Regions from separate parts of the Zea mays genome. Here region 2 is linked to region 1. A link is a contact called in public Hi-C data. All regions are on one chromosome and are shown on one strand. Each heading gives the region's core, a stretch centred on a gene start, on an enhancer-like site or on the middle of the called end of the contact. The rest is flanking DNA. Distances are from core to core; before and after follow the strand shown.

Region 1 (7,954 bases), core at 3,152-5,651:
GTTTTCAGCTCTGATTTCCGCAAAGCAATTCCTTTAGGACTTGTGTTGTTAAAGGGCAACTCCCTTATCTTTTCCTCTCTTGAGGTCGTGTGGTAGATCTGGAACTCTTTTGTACCTGGTGTCGAATAGTCTTTTGTGGATCAGCGGGTGACAAAATTAAATGGTTACCGTTGTCTTGGGGATTGCTTTGTGCGTTTGTGGTGCGGCACCGTTCATAATTTACCTTTTGACGCAGCGTAGCAGTCTGAATATGTAATTTTCGTACGAAAGCTGCCAAAGCTAAGAGACTGCGTACCACTACTGAAATCATGCCATGAATAATTATGACTTATTAGTTCTAGATATTATTGAAGTTATATAACTTTCAGCATAACTTATAATATGGATAACTATATGATAACCTCATAATTTTAAAGTAGTATGATTAATTAGAATTAGTTTAAAAGTCACAAGTTGATTTCATGAATACATCTCTTTTCCTAGTTGATTTCATAAACATAAACACGACTAACAGCATCAAAAGAGTCACAATATATATAAAAAAACAAGCACAAAGTTGGTCAACAAACATATATTTTGGTTCTCCGACAAATTATGATGAGATTATCATATATAGTCCACCAAGAAAAGGAAACAAAACAAGATTCATCTATTAGTATGATGTTACACCCCAACATTAGAAGCAATCAACCGACCCTAGCAATCATGCTGAGAAGTTAGCAGCACGGAGCCAGTGACTGCTTGATATGCTGAAGGAGGTTGAGCTTCATAGGCGCAGCACAGAGCTAGTGACCGCTTGATATGCTGAAGGAGGTGACCATCATAGGGGTAGCCACCACCAGTGGAGCCTCCGGGGAGTCGCTGACCGAATACCTGTCGTGCATAAAGCGGCTGGCCACAATCGACTCGTCCTTGGGGATCACCTTGTAGCAATAGCAGGTCTTAAGCCCCTCCTGGTACTGGTAGCACTCGTGGTGGCTGTTCTTCACCTGCAAGAAGTTCCACACCACGCTGTACTTCCCCACCGTGGCCACTAGATGCCGCTCCTGCTTCCCGTTCTCTGTCACCTGCGCAATCATCGGATGAGGATCAAATGTCAACGAATGCTCATGCTGGTGGGTAATGGGTTTTTGTTAATCAGAGAATAGAGTTTGGGATATTTCTAGCTGCCGGAAATACATAAAGCGCTGAATTTGGCTGAATTTGGTGCTTAGAGAATTGGAGGGGATCCTTGGAGAGGAATCCTTCAATTTTGAATGGCAAACGGGTTCCTCCCCCATGGATCCTTTCCAATTCCCAGGACCTTGGTCACCAAACCAGCCCTAACATTTGATTAATAGTCCCTGCAGTCAGACACATATAGATCGCTGCAGCTTACTAGATACAGCTATGTTTCGTTAGCATAAAATTCTAGTTTATCTTAGAACCATAAATTTAAAGTTCACAGCATATTAATAGTTTCAAAACAGCTCAAACAACATGAAGGTTATTAAAACGGTAAAACGTTGGAACGCTCATGGGTCAAATTTTGAATTTTAAACGTCTAAACTTTGTTTAAACGTAGTTTTAAACAACACAGGAAAAATACCAATACATCATAATTTCAGACAATAATATGAAGCTAAATACCAAAATAGAGAGGTTAGTGGCTTACCAAAACTTCACCCATGAGCTGGATTGAATCTCAAAAGTAACTAATAGACTGGACCCAAAAGTAGCTAATGGTCTAAAATACATAAAACACTGTGTTTTACAGTTTAGAACGCTAAAACGTGGTTTCAACCTCTAATTAGAGTTTTGACGTATAAACGTAGTTTAAACATCGTTTAAACGTAGTTTTAATAACACTGAACATGAACCACTGAACGACACCCAAATGGTATAGGCATACAAGGTGGTTTCTTAACAATGCGTTCACCACATGCATGCACAGGTTATCAACCCCAAATTGGATTGTGGATCCGAGGTGCTCAGTAGTAAACTCAATCAAGAAACAAAGTTAGTGGGAGATACATGACTCTAGTAGTTTGATAATGGTGATCTAAATGATATTAGAATCAAAACTTAATTGAATGTGTTTAGCAGTATTATGCAATGTAACACTATTTTTCTAGCATACTAAATTTTCATGACAACTGAAACCTGGTAACCATTTGTAATAAGACTATAAAAAGCAAGACCCCTTAGTAGCATAGTAACTGACATGCATTGGTCAAGGCATCCTATAGTAGCCAATGTTTAACATTATCAGAAGAATGGCAGTATGGCACACAACAGCAAAACTGCAGATGACATGTACTAAAAATCAAGAATATAATAAGAATTAAACAGGGGGGAAAGCCTAAACATTATAGCCAAAGGCCAGATAACAGCATCTGCGACCAATATAATTTAACCACTTCTATATGTCACAGGATGAAGCAATAGACCATATAAATTGATAATAATTGCACATCACTAACTATAGCAGTTTAACCAATGCTGTCAGTTTTGATCACGCAGACTGCCAAAATGCTACCAAATAAGTGCATTATCGTTTGTATGGTGTACAATAGTAAATGTGACCAAATTCATAACAAAAGTGGCAATATATACTCACCCATGAGAATCTGCCCTCCCTGAACCTGCTGTTTGCTCCTGCTAGATGAGAATCCAGTGGGTTGAGCTTCAGCAGCCTTGGAGCAGCAATTCGGTTCCCCATTCTCCCACTAAACCCGGTCTTCTCCTTTCCATCTTTGTCAATGAAGATGGTGCATATAAGAATCAGGTATGTATCTGTTGTCCCAAGAATCCACTTCCCATCATATGTCACGTCGACATGGGTAATGGGTGAACCCAACCCAGGAAAGGCTGTCTTTGCCATCCTCATAGAACTCTTAGAATACAAGCGGATCTTCCCATCCAATGATCCAACAACAATCGAACCATCACCAGTTGAAGCGAAGCACTGGAAGTTTGTCCCCCGGGAAAACTGATGCCCCTGAGTCCATTGCAATACTGGCGACTCAGTTGCACTTGCCAAGTTCTGTACAATGCCCCTGCGATCTCTCATATCCCACCGGCACAACCGGTTGTCATCCAGTCCCAAGAAGGTGGATTCGGATGGATCCAACTGGGCACCTTTGCTATCATTCGTGATATCCCTCATGTTAATATCCGCTCCATCCTTCTCAAACTTCCATTCTGAAACCACCTTCCCCGTCTCGATATCAAATTGATGCACCCCCTTGGCATGTGGCTTTCCATCAGTGGCTGGGCTCATCAGGAGCATGTTAGTCTCGGCCCGCATAAGAAGAGCCTTTTTCGGTGTCGAGAAGTTTGTGCTCCCTCCAGAAAACTTCACGGACATGCCCTTGCCGTGTATCCCATGCTCGAAATTCCTCACGACCTCAATGCCTTTGTCTCCAACGAGGAAACTGTTATCCAGTGCGCCAAGCGCAAGACTGTTAATTCCGCTGCCTTCCTCAACAGGCTCCTCAAACTCGCGCAGATCCTCTAACAAAGGCTTCAGTACTGGTGTCCGCGGGGGCATCGGGCTGCCCTTGGGACCCGGAGAGAAGAAGCCGTCGGTGGCGTCCTCCCATATCGACTCGTCGCCGTCCTCCGGGCGCGCCCACGCCGCGAAGTCCTTCCCAAACACCTTGGCGCGGCCCTCGTCCGTGGCGGCGACGCCGTAGCTGTTCTCAAACATACAGCTGTGGTACTTCGCGCAGAAGTCACCGAAGCCGTCAGCGTGGCGGAACTTAAGCGCCCATACGCCGTCGGCGACGAAATCCACCCGACGCTGCGCGGGGAAGGTCTTGAGCTGCAGCTCGGGCCCGACCCTGGCCTGGATCTTCGAGCCCACGACGAGGCACCACGGCCCGCCGGCGGGCGCGTCGTCGTCCTCGTCGTCGCCGGTGCGTACGAAGGAGGCGGCGGCGAGGCTGTCGGAGACGATCCACTTGGCGGAGGGGGAGGAGCCGCCGATGTGGAGGTATAGCTTGACGGCGTTGAGCGCGGCGGGGTTGGCGCTGAGGGTGAGCCCGGGGCTAGGGTTCGGGGAGATGGGCTCGTTGTACTTGAGGTGGAGCTGGCGGAGGTGGCGGTCGATGGCGTCGATGGAGGCGGGCGTGGCCGCCGCCCCTGCGCCGCTGGCCAACTTGGAGGAGGCAGATGCCGGGGTAGGCGTGCCGTAGTCGGAGGAATTGTCGGAGGCCCGGGACTCGGCGTCGTCGGAGTCGGAATCGGATAGGTCGAGGTCCTCGCGGCTGTGCGAGCCCCCCATGGCGGCGGAGGCTGATAGGGTTTCGGCGAGGAGGTGAGATTGGGGGAGGGGAGGAGGAGCGTGCGGGAATTTGAATTTGGGAGAGGTGATGGGAGAAATGGGGCCCTTTGGCCGTTTTGCGCTGCGACTGCAGTCTGCAGGTTGGGGACTAGTGGGAGAGATCTGGGAAATGAATAGAATAGGAGACGAACGGCCGTTGCACACTTCACTGATTCAAAATTTTCAAATTGAAGATCCATAGCACTAGCACCGTCACTGACTCTTACTCGCACCAACTGTTCCATGGTCTGAACTCAGAGGCAAGAGATTACTTTTTTTTCTAAAAAACAGCTATTTCTTCTTATTAAACTGATGCAGCCTCCTCGCTATACATTGCGTCACGTCACCAAAAAAAATCATCGCCGTACACATGTCTCTTACCGCTTCATCTCCTGTGCTGTCCTAGATTGTATTAAAGAGGGGGGATCTTGACCACGTCTTTGTTGCCGCTTGCACGTCTTCTTGACGGTATCATAGCAGGAGGTGACGACGCTGTCGAGGACGACAGCGGCAGCGCAGCTGCTTCCATTGGCCTCTGCTTCGTCTGACTGTCGCTTTCTAAGGTAAAGAGATCTGTTGTCTTCATTTTTTTCCTTTTTTGTTGCTTACTGTAGCTTCCATGCGTGATTCATTCATTTCTCTGATTTTTACTTTGCAAAAACTCAATGTTAGTACAGCTATAACTTTTAGTTTCGCGTTGTACTAACCATCTACAACAGCAAGCATGCATGCTTTTTCTCCTTTTTTTCTAAAATATTTCAAACTCTATGTGTTTTTTTTCTAAAATATTGCAAAATCTAAGACAGTTTACTATCCACATACCTTAGCCTTTTGCTGCCCCAACCGAGAACCCCCATCCATTCGTCCGTACACTTCCAGTAAATATGTTTCTTTCATATTTGTGTATGCTGAATCCTACCTTTTTAGATGACGTTTTCTCTCATACAAAATGAGATTGAGATATAATATTTCCAAAGGGAAGGGAGATTTTTTTACCGCTAAAAAAGGTGAGTCTATGGTACAATATATTCATAGAAGGAAAGAGTTATTACTAACCTTTCTTCCTTTGGTCACCTGCAGGAGATACTCCATTTTTTATATAATTACGGATTAACTACTCTATTTTATCTTATTGGATTGGCTTCTGAAGGCATTTCTAATTCATGTTTAAAATACTATGGGCAAGAAACTTTTCTAAGTCTTTAATGTGTGTTTCCATGCTCCCTGCTCACTTAAAAGGATACTGTATGATTTTATATTGCAAATGGTCCTTTAAAAGCTATGTTAAAATGGATATTGCATAAAAGTTGAAAGTCCTTAATTGCTATAGTTACATTGCTATATCAGTCCAGTGTTTTGGCTTAATATCCACCTCTATCATTGCATCTATTTGGACTTGCATTCTAATTTTTTGATCTCTTTTTTATGCTCTATCTTTTCATATGTAGTTGTTTGTACTTTGGGGTCAGGCGCTCATTTTCAGGAATCGATTCTTCCAGCAAACAAGTCGTGTTATTTCTTAATGTCTAAGTGAATGCTACTTTCTTTCTTCTTTCAAGTCAGCAGCGAATCTAGCAAAAAATATTGTCGGTGTCATTAAGAGTAGCTTTACTATATTATACAAATTTTTATAAATTTTAACAGTGTTTTGCTAAAGGGTTTATAAAATTTATCGGGGTCGGCTGAGCCCGATAAACCCCTCTAAATTCGCCCCTGTTTCAAGTTGTCGTTACCTTTTAATTTGCCCCTATATAGGAGAGGCCGAAACCATTGAAATTAGCTACTACATTTGATGGTAATGCGAGGACACTTAAATTCTACTTGAAATCTACTGTAGACTCCAGTTATATAATATAAATAATCATGATCTTCTAGGTCATATGATATAGTGATTTGTGAAAGGGAATTATGCTTACACCTAGTTCCTAATTGATTTTAGTGGTTGAATTGCCCAACACAAATAATTGGACTAACTAGTTTGCTCTAGTGTATAAGTTATACAGGTGCCAAAGGTTCACACTTAGCCAATAAAAAGACCAAGAATTGGGTTCAACAAAGAGAGCAAGGGATAACCGAAGGCTGCCCTGGTCTGGCACACCGGACAGTGTCCGGTGCACCAGGGGACTCCAAGTCAAACTCTTCACCTTCGGGAAAATTCAGAGGCACTCCGCTATAATTCACCGGACTGTCCGGTGTACACCGGACAGTGTCCGGTGCTCCAGGAATGAAGCGACTCTGAACTCGCCAGCTTCGGGAATTCGCTCCGCTATAATTCACCGGACATGTCCGGTGTACACCGGACTGTTCGGTGAGCCAGCGGAGCAACGACTACTTCGCGCCAACGGTCACCTGCAGAGTCATTTAATGCGCGCCAGAGCGCGCATAAGTCAGGCACGCGCGAGACGGCGCACCGGACACTCTACAGTACATGTCCGGTGTGCCACCGGACATCCGGGCGGGCCCTGCAGTCAGAGCTCCAACGGTCGGAACCCAACGGCCTGGTGACGTGGCTGGCGCACCGGACATTGTCCGGTGTGCACCGGACTGTCCGGTGCACCATGCGACAGACAGCCTCCACCAAACGGCTAGTTTGGTGGTTGGGGTTATAAATACCCCCAACCACCCCACATTCAAGTCATCCAAGTTTTCCACCTTCCAACTACTTACAAGAGCTAGGCATTCAATACAAGACACACCCAAGTGATCAAATCCTCTCCCAATTCCACAAAAGCTTTAGTGTTAAGTGAGAGTGATTTGTTGTGTTCTTTTGAGCTCTTGCGCTTGGATTGCTTTCTTCTTTCTCATTCTTTCTTGAGATCAATACTCACTTGTAACCGAGGCAAGAGACACCAATTGTGTGGTGGTCCTTGCGGGGAAGTTTTGTTCCCGGTTGATTTGAGAAGAGAAAGCTCACTCGGTCCGAGAGACCGTTTGAGAGACGAAAGGGGTTGAAAAAGACCCGACCTTTGTGGTCTCCTCAACGGGGAGTAGGTTTGCGAGAACCAAACCTCGGTAAAACAAATCCGCGTGTCACACTCTTTATTCGCTTGCGATTTGTTTTGCACCCCCTCTCGCGGACTTGATTATATTTCTAACGCTAACCCGGCTTGTAGTTGTAATTAACTTTGTAAATTTCAGTTTCGCCCTATTCACCCCCCCTCTAGGCAACTTTCAATTGGTATCAGAGCCCGGTGCTTCATTAGAGCCTAATCGCTCGAAGTGATGTCGGGAGAACACGCCAAGAAGGAGATGGAGACCGGCGACAAGCCCACTACAAGCCACGGGAAGGCTTCATCGGAAGAGTCCCGCAAAAAGGGAAAGGGGAAGGAGAAGAAAGCCTCTTCCCACAAGTCGCATCGGAGTGGCGACAAGATAAAGAAGATCAGGAAGGTGGTCTACTACGAGACCGACACTTCATCACCTTCCACCTTCGGCTCCGACGCGCCCTCCGTAACTTCTAAGCGCCATGAGCGCAAGAAGTTTAGTAAGATCCCCCTACGCTACCCTCGCATTCCTAAACATACGCCTTTACTTTCTGTCCCATTAGGCAAACCACCAACTTTTGATGGTGAAGATTATGCAAGGTGGAGTGATTTAATGCGGTTTCACCTAACCTCACTCCACAAAAGTATATGGGATGTTGTTGAG
Region 2 (7,954 bases), core at 2,935-5,434, 210 kb after region 1:
GTGCATTCATCAGACTTCAGTCAGACAGATTGCACTTGGCAGGACTTTAGTCGGTTGAACTCATAGAATTCCACCAGAACGACTTTAGTCGGTCGTTTCTATTCAGACAGGCTTTGGCCGGATTTTCTTTATGAGAAGTTAACAATTAATCCAGTGCAAGACAAGCAGAACAGATTAGTCTAGAAAGATTTTTGGTACCTTCGAGTTGATTGCTGTCAAGTCAGCTCAAAGCTCAGAGGCTACATTTATTGGGTGCACCTATGGATCAGGGTATCAGAAAGAAATTATATCCAAGAAAGGCAATTAATTGACTCGACTAGATACATCCCCAAGATTAGAACTCATTCTTGGAGCCTTGAGCCAATTATCCTAAAAAATTGGTTTGAGCGTCGAGGCTTGTGGGGATATATATCTCCTCATTTACCATGACCTAGATATGTTCTATGGGCCATCAGAAAGGCCCTCGATGGCCCGGGGCCGTAGCCTTTAGGGGACATCAGTTGGGCGTAACCAGAAACGGGCGAGGAAGGTGATTGCGTGGGTGCGAAGACGCATGGGCCACATTCCGTGCATGCAGAGGATGTGCGAGCTCTATGAAGACTCGCTAACCTCTAGGCAAGTAGGCATGATTTTCGTAGACGTGGGTGGACTGAGAACGTTCACCGCATCGTTTGTGTAACTCCTCTTATATCGGGAATAAGACAGTGGGGGAGAACTCTCTATAACCGAGAACTCATAGCAACACACCTCCACAAGCTCACATGACGTAGGGTGTTACACACTTGAGCGACCCGAACCTGTATAATCCTATGTGTCCTGTCGTGCCTAGCACAAACCATCGAGCTGTGATCGACCTCGCTGTCCTCCTAAAAGCACTACACGGGATACCCTTTAGTGTGTCACTGGTACCAAACACCGACAAGTCCGACACATCAACTTGAGGATTTGATGCCTCCAAACACTTCTAATATTTCAGCCTTTAAACAAAAGTAAATGAGTTTTGATCCGAACTTGTTTTGAACGTCCTTTGAGCTACCTAGAGCTAAAGGCAACTATTGAGCACCACAATAAACTTATTAGACTCTCCTAGGCCAAGCTACTAGTTCATATCCCAATTTATAGCTACTAGTTCATATCCCAATTTATAGTATGACGAAATAAAGAAAATAAAATCCTAAACTATAAGTATCTCTCAACTGGAAACAATATTTAGAACTAGTTTGTCCTTAACCTTGCCGTCATCCATTGTTTGAAGACCAAACATGAAGCCCACACAGCGACATGAAAACCATAAATTGCCCAAGCAATCTCCATCATCTTGACCTAACCTTAATTTACCTCCGCAAAACACACATTAATCATAATAACCCTATGTTGCCATTAATCATCAAATATTTCTAAAATGTATTAGTACTTAAATTAATTTAAAGGACGTTAAAGAAAATTTTCTAAAAGGCATTTTTGTACTTAAAGGTACGCATCAAATATCGTGTAATGTCGAATAATGTCACGTGTATTTTATAGTTTGACCCGAGATAGTAACTAAAGGGGTGTTTGGTTTCTAAGGACTAATATTTAGTCCTTTCATTTTATTCCTTTTTAGTCTATAAATTACTAAATATAGAAAATAAAATAAAGTTTTTATTTCTATATTTGACAATTTTGGAACTAAAATGGAATAAAATGTAGGGACTAAACATTAGTCCTTAGAAACCAAACACCCCCTAAGTATTACGGTATCATTGGCAGTACAAAACTAGTTCTCGTGTGACATACTGATGCGGGGCTGTTGAGAGTTCAGATAACTGAAGCTGCAGGGAAGTCTGCAGCTGAGAGTTGATGCTTCAAAAACAAAATCAACGGTTGTGTGTGAAGAGATAATATCGTTTCCATGTTAGACTTCGGAGTGAAAATTAATGGTAACTGAGCATTAATTAGCTCAGTAAATCCTGAATAGGGGTGGAAACGGATCGAATACGCACGGATACGAATACGAATGTCATAGTTTATCATATTTTTGTTCGAATTCGGATACGAATTCAAATATCTTCGGATACGAATACAAAACGGATAGTCGAATTTGAATTTTTATTCGGATATTTACTCAATTCAACTCAAACATCATATCCTGAAATTTAACATATGTATATGTGTATTTAATTTAAGTACAAGTTTATAGATAGTTAAAACAAACTTAAAATAAAATAGATTTCTCGTGATTCTTCATATCCAAGTCAACAAAACTATATAAATAATATTTTTAAACTATCGAAACATGTAACAAAAGATAAACAACAGCACGTGATATTTAATAAGTGACATTTGTACAAATACAAGTAAATTAGAATTGATATAAAAAGTAAATGTACCAATAAAAACAAATTTTTCGTTCTAAAATGAATGAATGTCCTATATAAATGTGTGTACCAAAACTTAAATGAAAACATTAAGAAATTTATCTTTATATTGTAAGTGGAGAGTGATAGTTGAATGTTTATAGAACTTCATTGAAATGTGTTCACTATATAGATAAAGTCGAGAGTTATAATTGAATGTTTATGAAACCTGTTGGATTTTATTATTGAATATCACTAGAAATATAAGGTTGATATATTTATTTATTTATATCATATAAATAATTTTTAATATCTAAAATGATATGTATCATTTTTCCAGTATATTATTAATCTTAAAATCAAATTTAATTAGTAATTAGTGATAAAGTTAAGTTTTAAATGGTTTCATGAAACATATTTTTTTCACGGATACGGATAGTATCGAATGTTTCATGGTTTTTTCGAATACGAATATGGAATCGGATAGAGAAAAGTACTATAAATCGAATTCGAATACATCCATTTGACATCTATATTGAAATCGAATACGGATACGGATATCCATATTAGCAGTTTTAGCGAATACGAATACGGATAATTCGAATCTCCAGACATCCATTTCCAGCCCTAATCCTGAAGGTTTCAGATCCTGAAGGGACAGACGGAGAGTCTGCAAAGAAGCTTTCAAGATGGAGTCCGCATGATACTACGAGCTAGGGTGCACCACTTGCATTGCACAGTTGCACTGGTTAAACGTAAACATGAGCTGCACAAAGGACATGTAAGGTTCATTGCACGGGAGCGATCTGAAAGGACGAGATCTTCAAATCACAGGCTCCGGTTTGGCAGCGGTAATCCAAAACGGAAAGACGACCAAAAGAAACAGTTAGCAGTTGGAAAATAAATGGGTCAATAGTATAATCATCAGTTCTAACAATTTCTCCAATCTTTCTACCTCACTGCGATACAATATCGTTGTACAGCACATTAGCACAAGTATCACATCAAATCCAATTCTGATGCTGGATCATCCAATTCTAATGCTGGATCCCAATGCAGCATGTAATGTACAAGTAACATGTTGCAATCCAAGGAGGAGTTTTGGCATTCAAAATAGCAAGTACTGTATCTGCGATGGTAAGGTTTCGTGGGTTCATTCTTTTCTTTCCCCCGCATTCTTCTTTACAACAGCCACCGCTCATATCGGCCTCCATGACTACACGACCAGGACGAAGGGCACGCGTGGGCAGGTTCGCGGCGTCGGCCTTAGCTCATATCGGGACGGCGACGGCGGCGCGGCAGACGGGGCAGACAGGCGTCCTGGCGAGCCACCGGTCGACGCAGGCGGCGTGGAACGCGTGCGTGCAGGCCGGCATCGCGCGCCACCGCTCCCCGGCGCGCGCGGCATCGAGGCACACGACGCACGAGGGGGAGGCGGCGGCGGTCTCGTCGCCGGAGCCGCCACGCGTGGAGGGGAAGGCGAAGCTCGGCAGGCGGCGGATGTCGACGGGCGAGAGCCCCGCGCGTAGAGGCGGCGGCGGCGAAGGGGCAAGGTCGAGCGACGTGATGCGGTGGTGGCGGCGGAAGGCGCGCGCGGCGAGGACGAGGACGAGGAGGAGTAAGGCGGACGCGGCGGCAAAGACGAGGAAGACCGCGAGCGTGGCCGCCATCACGGCCGCCTGCACGGAGAGCGATAGGAGGCGCGCGCCGGCGCTCTGGCGTGGCCCGCCGCCGGCGCGCCCGTGCTTGGCTTCTCTTCCCTGCCCCGGGGCGAGCTCGGGCATGGCGGCGCCGGCTGGAGCAGGCGTGGCCATTTGGATGGATGAGGCGATCGTCGTCCTTGGCTGGAATGGAATATTCTGCGGGGATCGGTGGAGAGAAGACGGGAATTGGAATTTGGAACGGCAGGGGCTCCGCTCGGCCGACCCTCCCCAATCACGGTATTTTGGCCGCGTTCGGTACGTTGGCGGGTTTGCCGTGCCCGTGAGCTCGACGCCTGTAAAGGATTTGTTTATTATTATTTAAACGAGTCAAAGTATTCTCCCTATCATTTATTAACTGCCGATATAGAAAACGTGTTGGATAAATTTTCTTTAGGTTTAATGAAAATTATTTTTAAGTTTAGCTAAATTTACAGTAAAAATAAAAATATTTATTAAGTAATTCGATTATAAAAATATATTTAAAATATCTATCTAATTCTGTTAAGTATTCATTATAAATATTAGTATTTTGTTATATATATTTAGTCAAAATCGAATACCTTTGATTTTTGGGAAGCTTGAGATTCACCAAAAATTTAATCAGATTCATTTTTAACCAAACATTATTAGCTTCACCATGGATCTTTTGCTCTAGATTCACCAAATTGATGGAGGACTGCAAGTATACAGTTCAACGGCCCTTCCATATCGCCAGAAATAAACGATAATTGTGACTCTACCCTCGCTGCCTCACTGGCCATGCAATTATGATTTTACCCTTTGTTTTTTAAATTTATGATTTTACTCATATGTTTGAAAATAACGCTACTGTTTGTCTCTCTCTCAACACTGTTAGTGAAAATCAGAATTATTAATTAAAAATAAAAAGTGAAAACAATAGATGAAAAGGTCCGAAATATCCTCCTATTTTGTACTGGGAAAACACCAACATGCGTAAAATCACAATTTTATAATATAACTATGGGTAAAATCTCAATAAATTGTATGGAGATTTTTGTCCTTTTGTATTAGATATAACTTTGTTAACTACACGTAATAGCTTATGAATATGACACACATTTCCTCCTAGAAATAACGATTTGTTCGCTTTTATTTTACTCCTTTCTTCTTTTCCTTCGTCATTGTCGCCCTTTGCTCTGATGCACCAGCGCAGGGAAGCCGCCAAGCCCCACTGGAGCCCAAACCGCAAGCGTCGATTCGCTCCGACGAGACCTCAACCCCGCGCGCCTAGCTCCCCCCACCGGCATGGGTGCGCTTGCGCTTGCACCTGTGCCCTGTCCCAACTCCCATGTGAGCATGGCTAGTCGCGCCCTACTGATGGTCGTGCCCTACGTTGACGCCCCCGTTCGGCCGTGCCCTGCCATCAGCTGGCCAAGCCTTGTCCCCGAACAGCTAGCCACACGCCACCCCATATCGGTCAGTCGAGCTTCTGCGGACTCGGATTTAAGGACAAATCCAGATGCACCTCATATGTGCGTTAGTATCAAATTTCACAATATGATGACTTACTGTATAGAAACCAATGTCACAATCTTTATTGCGTAACGAAATGTCTTTATAGAAATAATTGAATAAAATACACCGAACTAAGATAACTTCTCCACAGTCACGGTTGACTGGGAGACGATGGCCTAGATCACTCTGAACTCATCTTCATAATCCTCCTTTTATGGTACTTGTTCTTAAACTGTGTATCGATTATAGCAAGGATGAGCTTCCAAACGGTCATCGCTCAGCAAGTGTGGGGAAAAGTGTAGTGTAAGGCTTACCAAGAAATGTGACTAAGGCTAAGGCCCTGTTTGGAATTGTAGTGTTTTTGTAGTTTTGAAACAATACTATGGTATTTGATGATACTATAGTATTGTAACTCAAAAGGTGTTTGGTTTGTACGGTCAAAACTCAGTTTTATATACCATGGTTTGCCCAAAACTATGGTATTTTTGGAGTTTTTGAAACTCCACTCATGACCTCAGTTTTCTTTTCTTCTCTCTACATATACTTTGTTTTTCCAATAGAACCAAATAGATCTCGGTTTTGAGCAATACTGTGGTTTTACTGTGGTAAAATAATACCGTAGTATTTGTGTCATGTACAATTGTAAACTATGGTACCTCAAAACTACAGTATTTCAAAACAGCATTTCCAAACAGGCCCTAAGCATCCACTTTTAATTAAGTTGGTCAAAATTTTAGTTGCAATTACTAAGTACTCCCTCCATCCTAGAAAATAAGGCGCACATGTTTTTAGAAAAGTCAACGTTTTAAAACTTTGACCAACACTTTAGCAAAAAAACATATGTTTTTAGTGTATGCATGTTATATATTTGAATTCATATTCAAAAATACTTTAATATGATGTTTAATTTGCATTTGTTGATATCATATTTTAACATAAATTAACGGTCAAAGTTTCAGTTCAAAGACTTCTCCAAAAAAATATGTCTTATTTTTTGGGACAGAGAGAGTATAAGTGAATACCAACCCAATTATATAAAAGATCATATATAAAATTCCCACGTTGTAATGCATGTGAAATTAAGTTTAGTTTCGCTCATTTAATCATGTGAGTGTTCGCACCCATGCACCCCCACTATAATTACACATGCCCCTACACCATTGCCAAGCCCCTGCCCTCGCTTATCGACACCGCCAGGCTACACCTTTGTCCTCTGCTCGTGCTACCACCATCGTCGTAAGTTGTCGATGTGTTCTTGCATCTACAACCCATCGCCACCGTCGAAGTTTTATCGGGTAAGCACCGCCTTCAAAACCTATGCCCCAAACATCATCACAGTTTGCTCTCTCACCCATCCTTTTGCCCCGATTACTAGCATCCTTGTTGTTGGATTGCTGTCTGAGTTCACCACCTGCTGCAATGTCAAACCATCTCCAACGTCAATGGAAACCCCTGGTGAGTTCTCTGTCCAATATCAAACCTCGTGTGTCTGCAAGGTTGCCCTCGATAGTTTACTGACCTATTATTGTCGTGGTTCTGCACGGACCAAGAACAGCCACCTGAAAGTCACCTAGAGGGGAGGGGGGGTGAATAGGCGAAACCTGAAATTTATAAACTTTGAACACGCACTATGCCCGGGGTTAGTGTTAGAATTAATTCGGAGTGCGGAAGATAGTTCTCCTTGCTAGGAGTTGCTCAATCAATGTGGATAACTTTGGGAGCCAACTCAAATGAATATGAGCAAAAGAACTTTTAGAGAGAGGAAAGAGGGGAAACAAATCAAGTGGATATCAACACAAATGAACACAGTGATTTGTTTACCGAGGTTCGGTTCCGAAGAACCTAGTCCCCGTTGAGGAGGCCACAAAGGACGTGTCTATTCCAACCCTTTCCCTCTCTCAGTCGGTCACACAGACCGGTCGAGTGCTTCTTCTTAATCACTTGGGTCACTAAGACCCCACAAGAATCACCACACACTTAGGTGTCTCTTGCTTGCTTTACGAAACACTTCGAAGGTTTAGAAGGTGAAGAAGAAAGCACGATTACAAAAACCAAGCAACAAGAGCGACAAATAACACACGGATCATACTCTCTCAAGTCACTAAGCACTAGTGATCACTTGTCTTAATTGTGTGACTTGGAGAGTTTGGAAGCTTTTAATGTGTCTTGGAATGGATTGCTAGCTCTTGTATTGAGTGTGAATGAGTAGAGTGCTTGGATCTAGTGAATGGAGGTGGTCGGGGTTGTATTTATAGCCTCCAACCACTTCCTAGTCGTTGTTCCAATTCTGCCGACCGTGGACGGTCCGTGCCCCTGGTCCGGACGGTTCACCCCTGCACATCAATGACTGAAATCGCAACGGTCAGTAGTAACGACTATATCAACGGCTATAGAGCATTTAATGCGTCGTCAGATGTCAGATAAAGCACTCGTGGACGA

What was found. A called contact is a pair of places that touch in the nucleus more often than the background predicts.
Region 2: a Hi-C map of tassel shows a contact between it and region 1, with 4 times the contacts expected there. The contact joins the promoter of LOC100285346 here to the promoter of LOC103626704 in region 1. A contact is called at or near these places in 5 of 25 Hi-C or Micro-C datasets (bundle sheath, ear, leaf and 1 more).

What each region holds. Positions count from the first base shown.
Region 1 is chr5:91,876,351-91,884,304 of Zm-B73-REFERENCE-NAM-5.0, forward strand. LOC103626704 (protein CYPRO4-like) reads right to left here and starts at 4,402. Exons shown (of 2, transcript NM_001346849.1): 1 at 2,600-4,402; 2 at 513-1,067. The coding sequence starts at 4,267. The coding sequence ends at 786. LOC100192024 reads left to right here. Exons shown (of 3, transcript NM_001365147.1): 3 at 1-184.
Region 2 is chr5:92,091,309-92,099,262 of Zm-B73-REFERENCE-NAM-5.0, forward strand. LOC100285346 (RING-H2 finger protein ATL2L) reads right to left here and starts at 4,185. Exons shown (of 1, transcript NM_001158238.2): 1 at 3,256-4,185. The coding sequence starts at 4,150. The coding sequence ends at 3,608.